2 separate regions of the Rattus norvegicus genome follow, and region 2 is linked to region 1. The links are chromatin contacts, called in public Hi-C maps. All regions are on one chromosome and are shown on one strand. The core of a region is the stretch at or near the end of the contact, and the rest is flanking DNA. Distances in the headings are between cores, read along the strand shown.

Region 1 (6,994 bases), core at 1,618-4,117:
CAAAAAGGAATCTGTTCTATTCAAGAAAGCAGGAAATTGTTATATTGTTTGGAACGATTTTTATCAATACTCTTAAGATGTGAAAGTACTGGCAGGTGGAAGCTCTGGTTATCTAGAAACTGCATTCTTGCTGACATTCCAAAGCACCCCCTTGTTCTGCTTTCTACGCCATCCCTGCAAGAGCACAATCAAATACCCAGAGCTGTCCCAAACAACCTAACTGATAGCAGTTTGGTTTGTGAATTTCTCTTGGAAATAATGCGTGACTGCATGGCAAGGCAAAGGCAGCATCAATGTGAAAAGCCCAAGCACTCTGTGACGTTATCACTTTATACAAATGTAGTTAAATTTTAGAATAGAGAGTAATGAATCATTGGAGGAAAGATACTGTATCTTTGCATTACAGTAGTGCTAAGTCTAATGTTTGTTGTGTCTCTTCTGTCAGCCTCTGAAAGGAAGGCAGGCAGGGTTGCTCTTCCTCTGCCACCTAACCATTATCCAGGACTACAGTCACATCATGCAAATATTCAATCAGTCCCTGAAATTTGTCAGCAAGCAGCAGTTAGAGTCAGCATTCTTCATTTGCTCCTGGCATTGCTCTAACAGCTTTCAAGAAAGATACACGGTCCCACTCATCCTCCGTCCTTCAACCAGACAATGAAAATCCATATCCACCAGCAGGTATCCACCAAAATCAAGATAGTCACCTCATTTAAGAAGGTGTGAAAGGAAGCTAAATCATGAGCACAAAAATCATGAAACAAAAGGGTTGCTACTTAGTATTCAAGGAGGAAAAAAGACTGATCCAAAATGAGTTCATTTTCAGGGGAGACAAGTTTTAAGCCCACAATATTTAAATTACAATTTTAAAGAGAAAATTAGCCTCAATTATACCAAGAGTTACACTGGTAGGATACTGAATTTATATAGGAATGAAACTCTTTTCAAAGGTAATTCTTCAAAATGAAACATTTTAAGAGGGAAAGTTGGCCGGTAAGGGGAGAAGGCCACACTGGCAGGTGCAAAGAACCAATCCAGGTGACACAAAGTCTCATCATTTGAGCCAGTTAGCTAGAAAGACAGACAGTGTTCCCTCAGAATGACTCCTTAAAAGTAGATCACCAGAAATGAAGGCTCATCCATAACTAATTGGGAAGCTACCAGCCTTGAATCCATTTCATATATACATGCACATATATGTACATATAAACCTGAGGTGCATTGTTGTCTCGTCTAAGGTTGACTTCTGGAATGGCTCTATAAGGGCCATCAAGAACATCCCATTTTCTGATGTGAATGAGACAGGGCACACTAACATCCCCTCTCACTACTCTTTCCCAACTGTCTATGACACCATCAAAAGACTGTGGGAGCTAGAAGAATATGCCAAACACATGCACAGGATTGGGTCCCAGGGCCCAGATTCTGCTTGTCTTAGCCATGACACAGGCTTAAACATGGACTCTGAATCAAGAAAGATTGGATTCCAATCAAAGAAAGAGAGAGAATACATCACAGCACAGATGCAGAATTTTGCAACGCAGAGAGCCCTGCTGGCCACTAATCCATAGCTTTAGACAAATCACCTAAGAATAAGATCAGTGCCAAGTTGCAACTACCCACCTAGGAATATTTATGAATTTTAAGACCTGTTTATTTGTAGAAACCCAACATTGGTAGCTAAAACAGATTCTTCTCAGTCGAGCAACGGCCCTGATAAATTTTCAGCTGAAGCAAGAGTGAGAGAGAATCACTAACTCTTTAAAAATGGGTTATGTTGATGTTTTCATCATTGCCTAGATGGTAACTCTGGTAGCAGGGGATGTACTGTGTGTGTAGTATGAGGTGTGTATGTGCTGTACATGTGTGGTGCTGTATGCATGCGTGCGCACATGTGCGCGCGCGCGCGTGTGTGTGTGTGTGTGTGTGTGCGTGTGTGTGTGTGTGTGTGTGTGTTTATTTGTGTTTGTGCTTGAAGTTGCAAAAGTCCTTTAAGTCCTTTCCAGAGAGATGCCCTACAAAGTAACAGCATTTCAACTCTTAGTATTTAATCCAAGAAATATAAAATACAGTAAGACAAGACTGATGTGGAAAATGTGAACGAGGGATGATCAAGGCATTGGGTGGAGGGCATGAATGTCTCACCGGCTGTCACTCTGTCTATTCATTTGAGGGAGAATGGAGTGCTACCGTCACTGAATTGAGCAAGACATGCACAATCCTCACCCAACTCAAAAATCCAGGCTAAGTTTGTTTTAGGTTTTTGTTCCTTGACTGCGGGAGTGGCAGCAGACTCTGAGAGGCATTTTTATGTTAGGAAATGGTGGAAACGGGAAGAAAGCTGAACAGGTTTGAATTCTTTGGAGAAAACAATAACGTGCTATGCCTGGAGAACAACCAGGTCAACATGGATGGCAGAGCTGCGGTGGGTGCTGGGTGACCAGAACTAATGCAGATGCTGCAGGGTGGGCCGACAGGACACTGGCTCCTTCCAGGTCTTGATGGGACCTTTTTAAAATAACCTCTGGTCATCCTGCAATCCACACGCAACCAGTTCGAAACCAGTACACAACAACCATTTTATTTCCCTTTTCTTAGTCCGTGACCAAGTAGGGAAAATGCATAAAACCCGTGTGAGCTGTATAACATAAGAAGGTCTGAAATGATAGTGATTTTACTCCTCTTCATTCAAGGAGAAAGAACGAGCCAGCAAAGGGCAGCCTGAGAGTAGCTGTGAACGGGAAAGGGCATTTATTTCCTCGTAATGGCTCTAGTCTGAGTTGCCTTTTTATCCACTTAGGCCCACAGGACAAGCTCACCCTGGAATGCTCTTCAGCCTGGCTCTGTGCAGATGTAATCCGACCTGCTCTGGTCAGTCCTAATTGCAAACACATTTCTCTCCCTCTGCACCCTCCTAAGCAGGCCGTGGTCAGAGCCTTGCCAGCGCTTTTCTGGCATCTTTTTCTTGCTTTGTTTCCAAATCTGCATTTTTCTGTGAGAAAAGACGTCGGAGAGGTTGTAAACAGGGTAATTATATGTCAATATGATTCCCAATGCTATCTTCCCTCCTGGGTTTCTTTGAATGTGTTGGGGTTTGTTGTGATGTGAAGGTTTTTTTCCCACTCCACCTTTGAGTCAGGGAGATAAAATGTTATTTTGACAGTACAAGTATATGGATCCACGAGAAACTTCATATGTTGTCGTTCTAGATCTTTATGAAAGATTATTGGAAGGGGAGGAATAGCAAACAACTGAGAAAGGAGAGGGAAACAGTAGACATACCGGTGGCCAGCATTTACAGTCTCGTAAGAACAGGCATGTGCCCCAGCCATCTGTTCTAGAAGTGTAGAGAAGGAAGCTAAACTTCATGAACAGTCTCAAGTTCAGAATATCGCAAAGTTGTCCTGTCTAAAATGGCCCCATTCCATCTGGGGAAGGTCAAGTATTTTATTCTCTTTAGAACATTCTCCTGTTCTTCATCTATGCTTTGCTGAACTTTCCTCTGTGTTATATGAAGTCAGACATCCTGAATTTAAGATGAGGTGATGCTCACCTCACAAACTTCCATGCATGGACACAGCCTGGTTTGTTTGTTTGTTTTTTCTTTCTTTTTCCACAAAAGGATGTGATTTGTTGTTGTCTGAGGTAAGAGGCATCTCATGGTCTCCACTGATGGCCTCATAGCAGTGTACATGTGTGCTATAGCATGTGACTAATAACCACAGAGCATTAAACCAAGGCAGCTCTGGGAACATATATACTATCTACTTATCATGGACGTTTTATTCTAGGTGCCTAGGACACCAATTAAGTGTTCAATAAACGTTGAAAAGCTTGCCAATGTGCATTCAGAAGATCCGGCCTGTTAACAGTCAAAGTACCTCTGTTAAACTGTTGATTCATCTCCCCTACAGCCAGGGCAACGGGGACAAAGAAAGCACCATCCTGTTCCTAGGAAGCTTCGGTTTGATGAGTGCACAGGGGCCAAGTGAACAGCAGACGTTGGGAGCACAGAAGGAAAATGAGAAATGCCTTCTGCAGTGCTGAATGAGAGACAGACAGACAGACAGAGACAGAGAGACAGACAGAGAGAGAAAGAGACAGAGGCAGAGAAAGAGACAGAGAGACAGATCTGACTTTATCATTTTGTAAATTTTAGGGGAAAGAGGTAACAAGTAAGTACAAGGATTATACTGAATACCTTAGATCCTGTTCCAGTTTTGAATAACAATCCCTAATAACTGTGTTTATCATTAGAATATAATGGTTTTACAAATTCCCTTTCTAAGGAACCATTCCTTCACCTGCTGTAGAAGGACCCCTTGCTGGAAAGTCAGGCCTCCTATAACCACATGGTCTTGAGAGCATTGTCTTCACTATAAAATGTCGGTAATGACTATAAGGGGTGTTCCTTGCCTGGGCAAGGGCTGCATGTCAAATTTTTTATAAGTGGCCTACTCAACTTGGCAAATGGCGGTGAGCATTGCACATAAGCAGGTATTGGAAATTCTTAAAAGGCTAACAATTGCCTCTTAAAATTCTGGAGCATGAACAGTGGTAATACTGTCTCCCCCTCCTCTTTCTGAAGGAAAGGTATAGGAAGCATGGGGTGAAACTCAAAGGTATCAAGCTGCAAAATCAATGCTACACCATTGTCCTTTTCAAATAATGTTTCAATATTGTTAATAATCATGTCAATGACTGTTAACCACATGTGATTCTCTCCATCTTCCCACCACTTGGGAGGTTGAGATAAAAGGATTGCCAGGAGATTGAGGCTAGCCTGGACTAAAGGATAAAATGCTGCCTCTAAGACAAAAGCAAAACAAACAAACAAATGAAAGAACCCTAAACCAAAAACAGAACAAATGTCAACTGGTAGTAAAACATTTTGTCACTACTGTAATTCTTTATGTTGTTGGCTTATAATATTAATGAGGCAAATTAAATTTCTCATAGATTATTGTTTAATTAAATACATTAAATAAACTTGCTTCTCATGACACCATATATTTATTTTAAAATGTTCTAGACTGTTATTAGGTCTCATTTCATCCCAGGAACAATGAAAGACTTACTTTTAACAAGTGTCCAGACTAATGCACTCAGGAAACAAGTGAAAGGCATTCAGCTGTCTGTAAAACACAGACCTAGAAGCAAAGAAGAAAACTTGAGCTTAGTTCATTTCCAAGATTTGTGTATAAAAATTCAGTTGACATTACTTCAAACTCTCTCCCAGATTATGCTACACGGGGCTGCTAAGCAACACATTCCATCTAGTGGTGTGCTGTTTGGGGTGGTATCATCAAGCCCCACCCACCAAAACAAAAACTACCTAAAACAGAACAGAAACCTGAAATCAGAAGTTTACAGACTAGACACTAGTTGATACATTGGCTTATAGCTCAGCTCTGGATAATTCTATAGATAATTCTAGATCATCAATCCATGATGATCATTGACTGTCTACTGTGTGGCCCCTGCTGTACTTGGGGCTGAGAAACAAGAAGAGATGGCACTGCCGCCTCCCTGTGATATTTCTTCCTACTAATGGATCCTCAGCGCCTGTAAAAACACATATTCACAGTGTAGATTTTTAATGAGTGTTTATTGAGTGAATAAAGAACTGACCACATGGACCTGACTCTTTATAAAAGCACAGTACGAGCAGGAAATTGACACATGTACCATTAATTCAATACTGTGCTTCCCACGCCAGTCCTCCTCTCCACTGTCCTCATCATCCCCAGACTTCCTTTCAGCTGCCTGACAGAGCCCTTCTAATTACAGAGTCAAGTGGAAAAATATTTAAAATAAATGAGATCTGATTTAGTTTTCTATTCCATTTCTTCTATGTTACTTTAGACAGATTATTGATTTTCCCTTCTTCAGTCTTTATCAAGTGGAGATAATCCTACTTGCTATTTATGGTACTTTGGAAAATTAAATTGCATTGTATAAAACTCTGAAGCCATCTCTCTTGCTGCCATAGGTGGCAAGGGACAGGGTACAGGGGTGGGAGGGGAGGTGGTCATCTCTCCTTTGCTCATGTCATTGGAAATCAGATAAGTGGTGGGGCCAGCTCTCCCAACTTCATCCATGCTCAAACCCCTCTCCCCAAACCCCCCCTCCTCCCAGGGTCAGCTCTACTGTGCTGCCCACATGAGGTGGAGAGCTGGTCCTGTTCCTCACCTGCTCTAGCACTCAGGAAATCAGACCCTGGACCTTACCTGAGAAGCACAGTACAGCTAGCCCTGAATGAGGGTGTTTCAGCTGAGCCAGACCGAAGGGCATGAGTATAGTAGACCTGGCCCTACTTCTTGTCTGCTATGCGTGGCAGCAGTGAGGGTGAGAGCCCCTCCCTTTTGCACTTGCCACCAGCAGCTGGTGGGAGAGCCCCAATGGAGTCTTAAGAGCAAGAGAGCTGGCTCTGCCCCTCATCTGCTGAAGCACTCACTTCACCTGGGCAGTACAATGGAGCTAACCCTGATGGTGGGAGGGGAAGGGAGTGGCCCTGAGACTGTAAGTATTGGAGACCTGGCCCTGCAACTGGTCTGCCATGTGGTGACATGGGCAAGAGAGAGATGACCCCTCTCGTCCCTTGCTACCCACAGCAGGCAGGAGAACTAGGCCTGCCCCTCACCTGCTGCAGCAGGCCCTGCATCTTGCCTAGGAAGCACAGTAGAGCTGGCCCTGGATATTGCAGTTGCAGGTGAGCCAGCCCCAAGGGCAAGATTGTGGGAGAACTGGCTCTGCCTCTTGTCTGCTATGCAGTGGCATCAACAGGGAGAGAGCCCCTCCCCTCCACTTTGTCCTCATCACCAGCAAAAGAGTTAGCTCTGACAAGTCATGAGAGCAGGAAGCTTGACCAGCTCAAATACCTCTCAGGCCCATCCAAGACTTTGAATTGGCTTACTCCAACATTTACCACCACCACCCCCCCACCCCCGATGAAATGCTGGAATACATTAAGGGGCCAATCCAAAGATCCAAA
Region 2 (6,332 bases), core at 1,822-4,321, 59 kb after region 1:
ATGCTAAAGTGTAAACTCTGTGGATACTGGAGAAGGGCAGTGAACAACACTGGTTGGAATGATCAGGGAAGATTTGTGTTAGGGTTTCGAATCTCGGACCGAGCTGGGACAGAAGACACCCAGACAACATGGTTCCACGTGGGGAGGTTTGATGAGAGAAAAGTAGAAGAGAGGAAAGGCGACTTGTCATGGGTATGTGGTAGGGGAGGGGGGGTGAGGGGCAAGAGCAGAGAAGAACAAAGGGTAAGAGAGAGTAAGAGAGAAATAAGAGAGGAGGAGGAGGGGGCAGTAGCCCCGCATATAGTCAGGCACAGCTGGCTGTTGCTAGGCAACTGTGGGGCGGAGCATACCTGGCTGTTCCCAGGTAGCTGTGGGGTTGGAGCTTAGACAGAATTCCAACAATCTGGAGATATAACGTCAATTTAAGATAGATTCTGAAGGAAGGACTCAAAAGAAAAGAAACAACATTCCCTGGCACACTTGCCAGGAAGAAATTTTCATTTCAAGGTCTTAAATGCCCAGATTGATCTGATCTTTATTCAAAGCAAAAGTCTAGGAAAAAATTTAAGAGAACTTAGATCCTTAACAAAGGAGCCATTTCCCACTGAGAGGACTTGGATGGGGGCTCCTCCAGTTATCCTCAGCAGCCTCCAATTAGAGCTACATCTAATCTCTGTACGACTTGTTCCGCCCAAGGCATTTGTGGGAGAAGGATAAACACGGCTTTCCCTCCCGTCGTAATAATAATTTTGAAATACTAACCGATATACTATCCTTGTGCTTTTATCGTTCACCTTCCATCCCAGTTGCTTTGCACTCTTAGTGAGAGGGATAGGGGAAGGGGAAAGAAGGGGAAGGGAGAGAAGAGGAGAGGAGAGAAATGGAGGAGGGGCCAGGAGAGAAGAGGAGGGGAGAGTGTTAGCATTTTGTCTAGGCTGCGCCCCACAGTCACCTGGGGATAGCCAGGTATGCCTTACTCACTATGAAAAGGGATGCATGCCCCTCTCCTCACTCTCTTGCTCTTGTCTTCCTGCTCCCGCTCTCTCCCCATTCCCCCCCTCCACGTGCTCATGGAAGCCTATGGCCAATTCTCCAGACATCTTACATGGCTAGTCACCATTTCTCCCTCAGAAGCATGGTGATTCATTCTCTCTCTCTCTCTCTCTCTCTCTCTCTCTCTCTCTCTCTCTCTCTCTCTCTCTCTTTCTCTCTCTCTCTGCCTTTCTCTGACTCTACTACGCTCTTCACTTCCCTCCCTATACCCTTCTGAATAAACTCTATACTGTCCTCTGTGGCTGGTCCCTTAGGGGGAAGGGATGCCGAGGCACGGGCCCACCGAGGCACCCCCGTCCCCCATACTTCACCACACATCCATAGAACATAGCCCTACTCTCTTTATCTTTTTATAAACACATCAAAGAGAGATGATTGTTTTGTAATAGAAGATGGATGGGGGTGGGGGGGTGCTTTGACTTTCAAAAGCCCAAGTGAAAGTTTTGAAAGAAGATGGGGAAAGAATCTTAAATTTCCCTCATCTTTGAAGATGTGGCATTAGATTAAGATGCCTAGTCGGACACTCTTCTATCTAGAACCCCCTCCTCCTCCTTTCTTTTCAAAACAACAGGTGTGCTTTCTGGGGGCCTGGTTTCTCTGCAAACGTGTAGCACTTGGTAGAAAGAGATACTAGAGTCCTGGCCTCTCCTTTTCTGTTCTCATTAAATGGGTACCAGATATGCTGTTAGGTTTTCAAATCTGCCTGTGCCCGGACAGAACACACCCAGCCACCATGGTTCCACGTGGAGAGGTTTAATGAGAGAAGAGTAGAAGAGCGGAAAGGCGGCGGGCCATGTGCACGTGGAGGGGGTAATGGGGGCAAGAACAGAGAAGAACAAAGAGCAAGAGGGGTGGGAGAGGGTAAGAGAGAGTAAGAGGGGGTAAGAGGAGGAGAGGGAGCAAGCAGCCCCTTTTATAGCATCAGGCACAACTGGCTGTTGCCAGGCAACTGTGGGGTGGAGCATACCTGGCTGCTGCCAGGTAGCTGTGGGGGTGGAGCTTAAATAGAATACCAACATATGCTCCATTGATAAAGGCTTAATATTTTGTTATTTATCCACTGAACCAAAATACAAGGTGACGAATGTTTCAGGAGTTCAAAGCTTAATCTAAAAAATAAAATAAAATAAAATAAAATAAAAAGCTTTAAAGTCTCATGACTCTGTCAGACACTTCTTGCGAGCATTGTTCCTTAGTTTCCTCCTATAAAGGCAAAAAACACCAGTAAATGGTGTTGTGTCTGCCTTGGGCAGCGGTGGGGAAGATTAAATTAGATACTGCTGAACCATTTGCCATGGTGGGGGTGGGGGAAGTTGGCTCTCAGTACATAACCACTACTGATTTATTTGTGACAGAATGTCATATCAGAGACCTCATATACTTGTTTTCAATAAACCTTTTCTGGCTAGTTAAATAACCTTATTTTAAGAGTCCCCAAAGTTAGACATATACATGCCTCTTACCTCTCTAAGCCGACACCTCACAATGACAGGGACAAGAGCCTGCCTTTGGTTTATATGGCCCGAGGCCTGTATACTTTCCAAACCAACTCTTCCAGCCCCTGCTAATGAAATGTAAAGAATGCGACACCAGGCGTCCTGAGTTAGGAGAGGGAGGGGGCTGCCAGAGATGTGGTCCCAGTGGGCTCTCAAAATCTCTAGTATTCAGTTTATCTTGGGTAGAGCCTTTGTTCGAATTAAAAACAACAACAAGAAGCAGGCTTGTGCAAACCAGCTTCTCTGTAAACTCTAGTCCCTTCCTTGGCTTCCCGCGATACGGGAATAATCGTTCAACTGGTCCCATTTCTATTCCGACTGGAAACAGGAAACGAATGGGGTACAGTCTTAAACAAAAACAAAGAGACTGAAAGACAAACCAGATTGTCCCTGGGTTCAGAAGAGGTTTGCGCTAAGTGTTAGAAGGTTCAAATCTGGAAGATCCTCCCCCACTTTCTGCCATTCCAGAAATTCCTTTGGGGGGGGTGAGGCGGGGGCGGGGAGCGAAGAGCAGTTCTAAACTGCACAGCACTGCCATCTTCAGGGCCAAGGCGGAAAATATTTTCCGGGTCAGATAAATCATCGTCCCTGAACGCTTCATTTAAATATAATCAGATGCTTAAAACTTTGACAGCATAGTCTTTAACAGATTTTTTTTTTTATCTTTTAGCGTTTCCCGTGTTTAGAAAGTCAGAAAACACATATTTTTTTTGGTCTGTGTATGTGATATATGAACATTAAAAAAATACGTATTTGCCAATTGAAAGTTATTTTCAACCGGAAAGCTTAAATAGCTTACACAGCTCTGCCAGGTGATGGAGCATCACAGACGCAAACATATTGTTCTGAAAAAATTTTTTTCTTCCATAAAAAGAAGAAAGGATGAGCGTAATGGTTCCACGGTGCCGTTTGAACAGATGGTGTGATTAACAACTAGTGTGTTAGCCGTCTCAGGAGCTCGCCGAGAGTAAACAAATGCAACGGGAAAATCACTTTCCTCCCCAAAGAGTTTTTAGTTCATTTTATTACGAAAATTTGGAGGTCTGCATTTTGAAAGCTGAGTATCCTTAGAGGATACTGGGAGTACGTAGGGAGGGAGGGGTTTCTGGAGGAAGACTCAAAAAAGACTATTCTCTTCCTGATGAAGAATGTGGTTGCTCTCTCAGAGGCGAGAATGAGAGGAGGGTAGTCTAGGCTGTCGCTGTCATCCGGATGGTGGAGGCGGGTGGTTGGTGGTCCTACACACATGCCATAAAGTAAGAGGGTCAGATTCTCTCCCTGGCTCTTGTCCTCGATCTCTCTCTCTCTCTCTCTCTCTCTCTCTCTCTCTCTCTCTCTCTCTCTCTCTCTCTCTCTCTCTCTCTCTCTCTCTCTCTCTCTGGACTGCGGTTTCTTTTGTTTGAAAATCTGAGGAAAAACCAGATGAGCTGAACAGTTGTGTTTCAGAAACTTTAATGTGCACCTGGGGATCTCATTAAGATGCAAATTCTAACCTGGGGTAGGGTCCAGGCTTTGAAATTCTTACCCGCTCCTAGGTAGGGCTGACGCTGCTGACCCACAGGCCCCCTGTTTACCACCTGGCCTCTAAGAGCCTTCTGGGGATGACACTCTAGCATCCCATAATAGGCTAGGCAATGCAAAGCTAGCCGATCAGAGGCGGGGTCTGCCTTCCTAAGGCTCCTGGCTCAGAACTACTTGTGGATAAAAATACGTACTAAACATACCACACATTGTACCGATCTTTTTTTAAAGACTTTTAAAAAGTACGTTTCTGTGGGAGGGTACTGCACGTGAGTGCAGTGTGCAAGGGGGACAGAAGAGAGTACTCGAGGTGGAGTTATAGGCAGTCACGAGCCGCCATAGTGGGTGCAATGAACCAAACTCAGGTCCTCTTGCAAGGACAGCACACCCTGCTGAGCCATCTCTCCATCTCTCTTGTGTGGGTTTTTAAAAGTAAATCATTTTTCGTTCTTCTTTGTTTGTTTGTTTCATCTGCTAGAGAGCTAACCTGAGAAGGACCTCAAGACACAGCCACAGCCCATACATTATCTATATTATATATTTTGGGGCTGAGATGATCAAGAAGCTGAGAGTGAACACCAACCAGCATGTGCAAGGCAGTCAAGATCAATCCCGAGACTGCAGGGGGGTTAAAAATGTTACTTTAGGAAAGGCATTGGGACCAGAATAGGAGGAAATCTTGGTGGGGAGACATCTATAAATTACATATCTGGCTCATATCCAGAAAACACGAAGGATTCTCAAACCCCAACAGTATGAAAGCAGCCTCTACCGGTGAGGCAGTGTGTGGGTAGTGGTACCTGTCACCAACCTGACTGACAGACAACCAGATGTCAATCCTCAGGATGCAAAAAGAGAACTGATTCCTGCAAATTGTTCTTAGAGGTCCTCATGCACTGTGGTATGTTCACCCACCCACCCACCCACTCACAAAACCGTAATCAATAAATGAATGTAAATTTTTAAATAAAACATTTCCACTTTAAAGTGGGCAAAGACCGAGAGCAGGTGCTGACCCAAATGGGAAATACAAATGGCACGTGAATGAGTTGGACATCAGCGGCCACTGTGAAATTCAGACTGAATCCCTCATGAAGCACCTACCGGAACGGCTACGTTTCCAAGTATTGAGAATACCAAGTGGTCTTATGAATGAGAAGAAACCAGATCCCTCACAAGCAGGAGACTAGCTCACTCTTGACAAGACAAAGCAGAGGTGAAAGAACATGTGATACGTGGGGAAGAAATAGCTATGTTACTACTTCACATCTAAGTCCAATCTTCTAACATGCAAACACATGCTTAATAAGTCAATGTATTTTGTGTTAATTATTTTAATAGATGTGTGTGTGTGTGTGTGTGTGTGTGTGTGTGTGCTGTGTCAATGCACACACCCATTTGAGTGTGCAGGGAACACAGCAGGATGGACATCAGGTGCCCTGCTTTATCGCTCTATATCTTATACACACGTCTACAATTTTATTTTAGCACAGCTGTAGGGCCAACAACCTCCAGGGCTCTACCTGCTTCTGCTCACTTCAGCAAATAAGGGGCTAAGTACGGGGAGGCGCATGCCTGACATAGGTGAGTGTTGGGGATCGGAACACAGGTTCTTGTGAGCCCTCTCCTGTCCCTAAAGAGTAGATTGCCACACGTGGATAAGTCCGCCATTTTGCTAGACACCTTTGACATCATGATTCGAAAAGTCAATGTCTCCCAGACATCACTATGGTGCTCTGGCTGCAAACTCCAGTCCTGGAAGCTTATTCTCAGCCCGTGGCACCCTTTCTTTTTCTAATTATCTGTGAGTTGTCAAATGGCTTTCCCTAGGTTCTTCAGCACATTCGAGGGTAAGTGCAGGACACCGGCTCATCACTGACAAGGCCTTGACCTTCGAGAAACTTAATATTGTTATAAAAATAAACCAAGTCAATTGGTTCGCCCAAGGCTTGCACTGCGTAATACTCCTCCAGGAATTTCACAGAAAGACCACATACCAATCATTCCTGTGTGGAGGTAGAGAGAGAGGGAGCTGTAAGAAATATTCAACCTCCTTAGTATTAAAATCCTGCAAATTAAGATAGCATATCATGCTTCAAACTATCTGTTTGGTAAACAATGTATAGAGTAATGGTATATAGCAGTGATAGGGTGTGTGTGTGTGTGTGTGTGTGTGTGTGTGTGTGTGTTGGTGGTGGGGGGAGGGTTAATGAATTGACTGTTAAGCCCGGCAGTGTTCAGCAAATGCCTTTAAAATGTGCA

Evidence for each region. Hi-C and Micro-C count contacts between places; a contact is called where the count stands out from the background.
Region 2: a Hi-C map of psoas muscle shows a contact between it and region 1, with 2.9 times the contacts expected there. The contact joins two enhancer-like sites. A contact is called at or near these places in 3 of 12 Hi-C or Micro-C datasets (the A7r5 cell line, kidney and psoas muscle).

What each region holds. Positions count from the first base shown.
Region 1 is chr3:66,266,849-66,273,842 of GRCr8, forward strand. No RefSeq gene overlaps it. Among named protein-coding and RNA genes, the nearest start is that of Tank, 250 kb to the right of the region's middle. Within about 2 kb of position 2,868, at least 8 of the 93 cell types and tissues checked have an H3K27ac peak or open chromatin away from gene starts, as enhancers often do.
Region 2 is chr3:66,325,735-66,332,066 of GRCr8, forward strand. No RefSeq gene overlaps it. Among named protein-coding and RNA genes, the nearest start is that of Tank, 190 kb to the right of the region's middle. Within about 2 kb of position 3,072, at least 21 of the 93 cell types and tissues checked have an H3K27ac peak or open chromatin away from gene starts, as enhancers often do.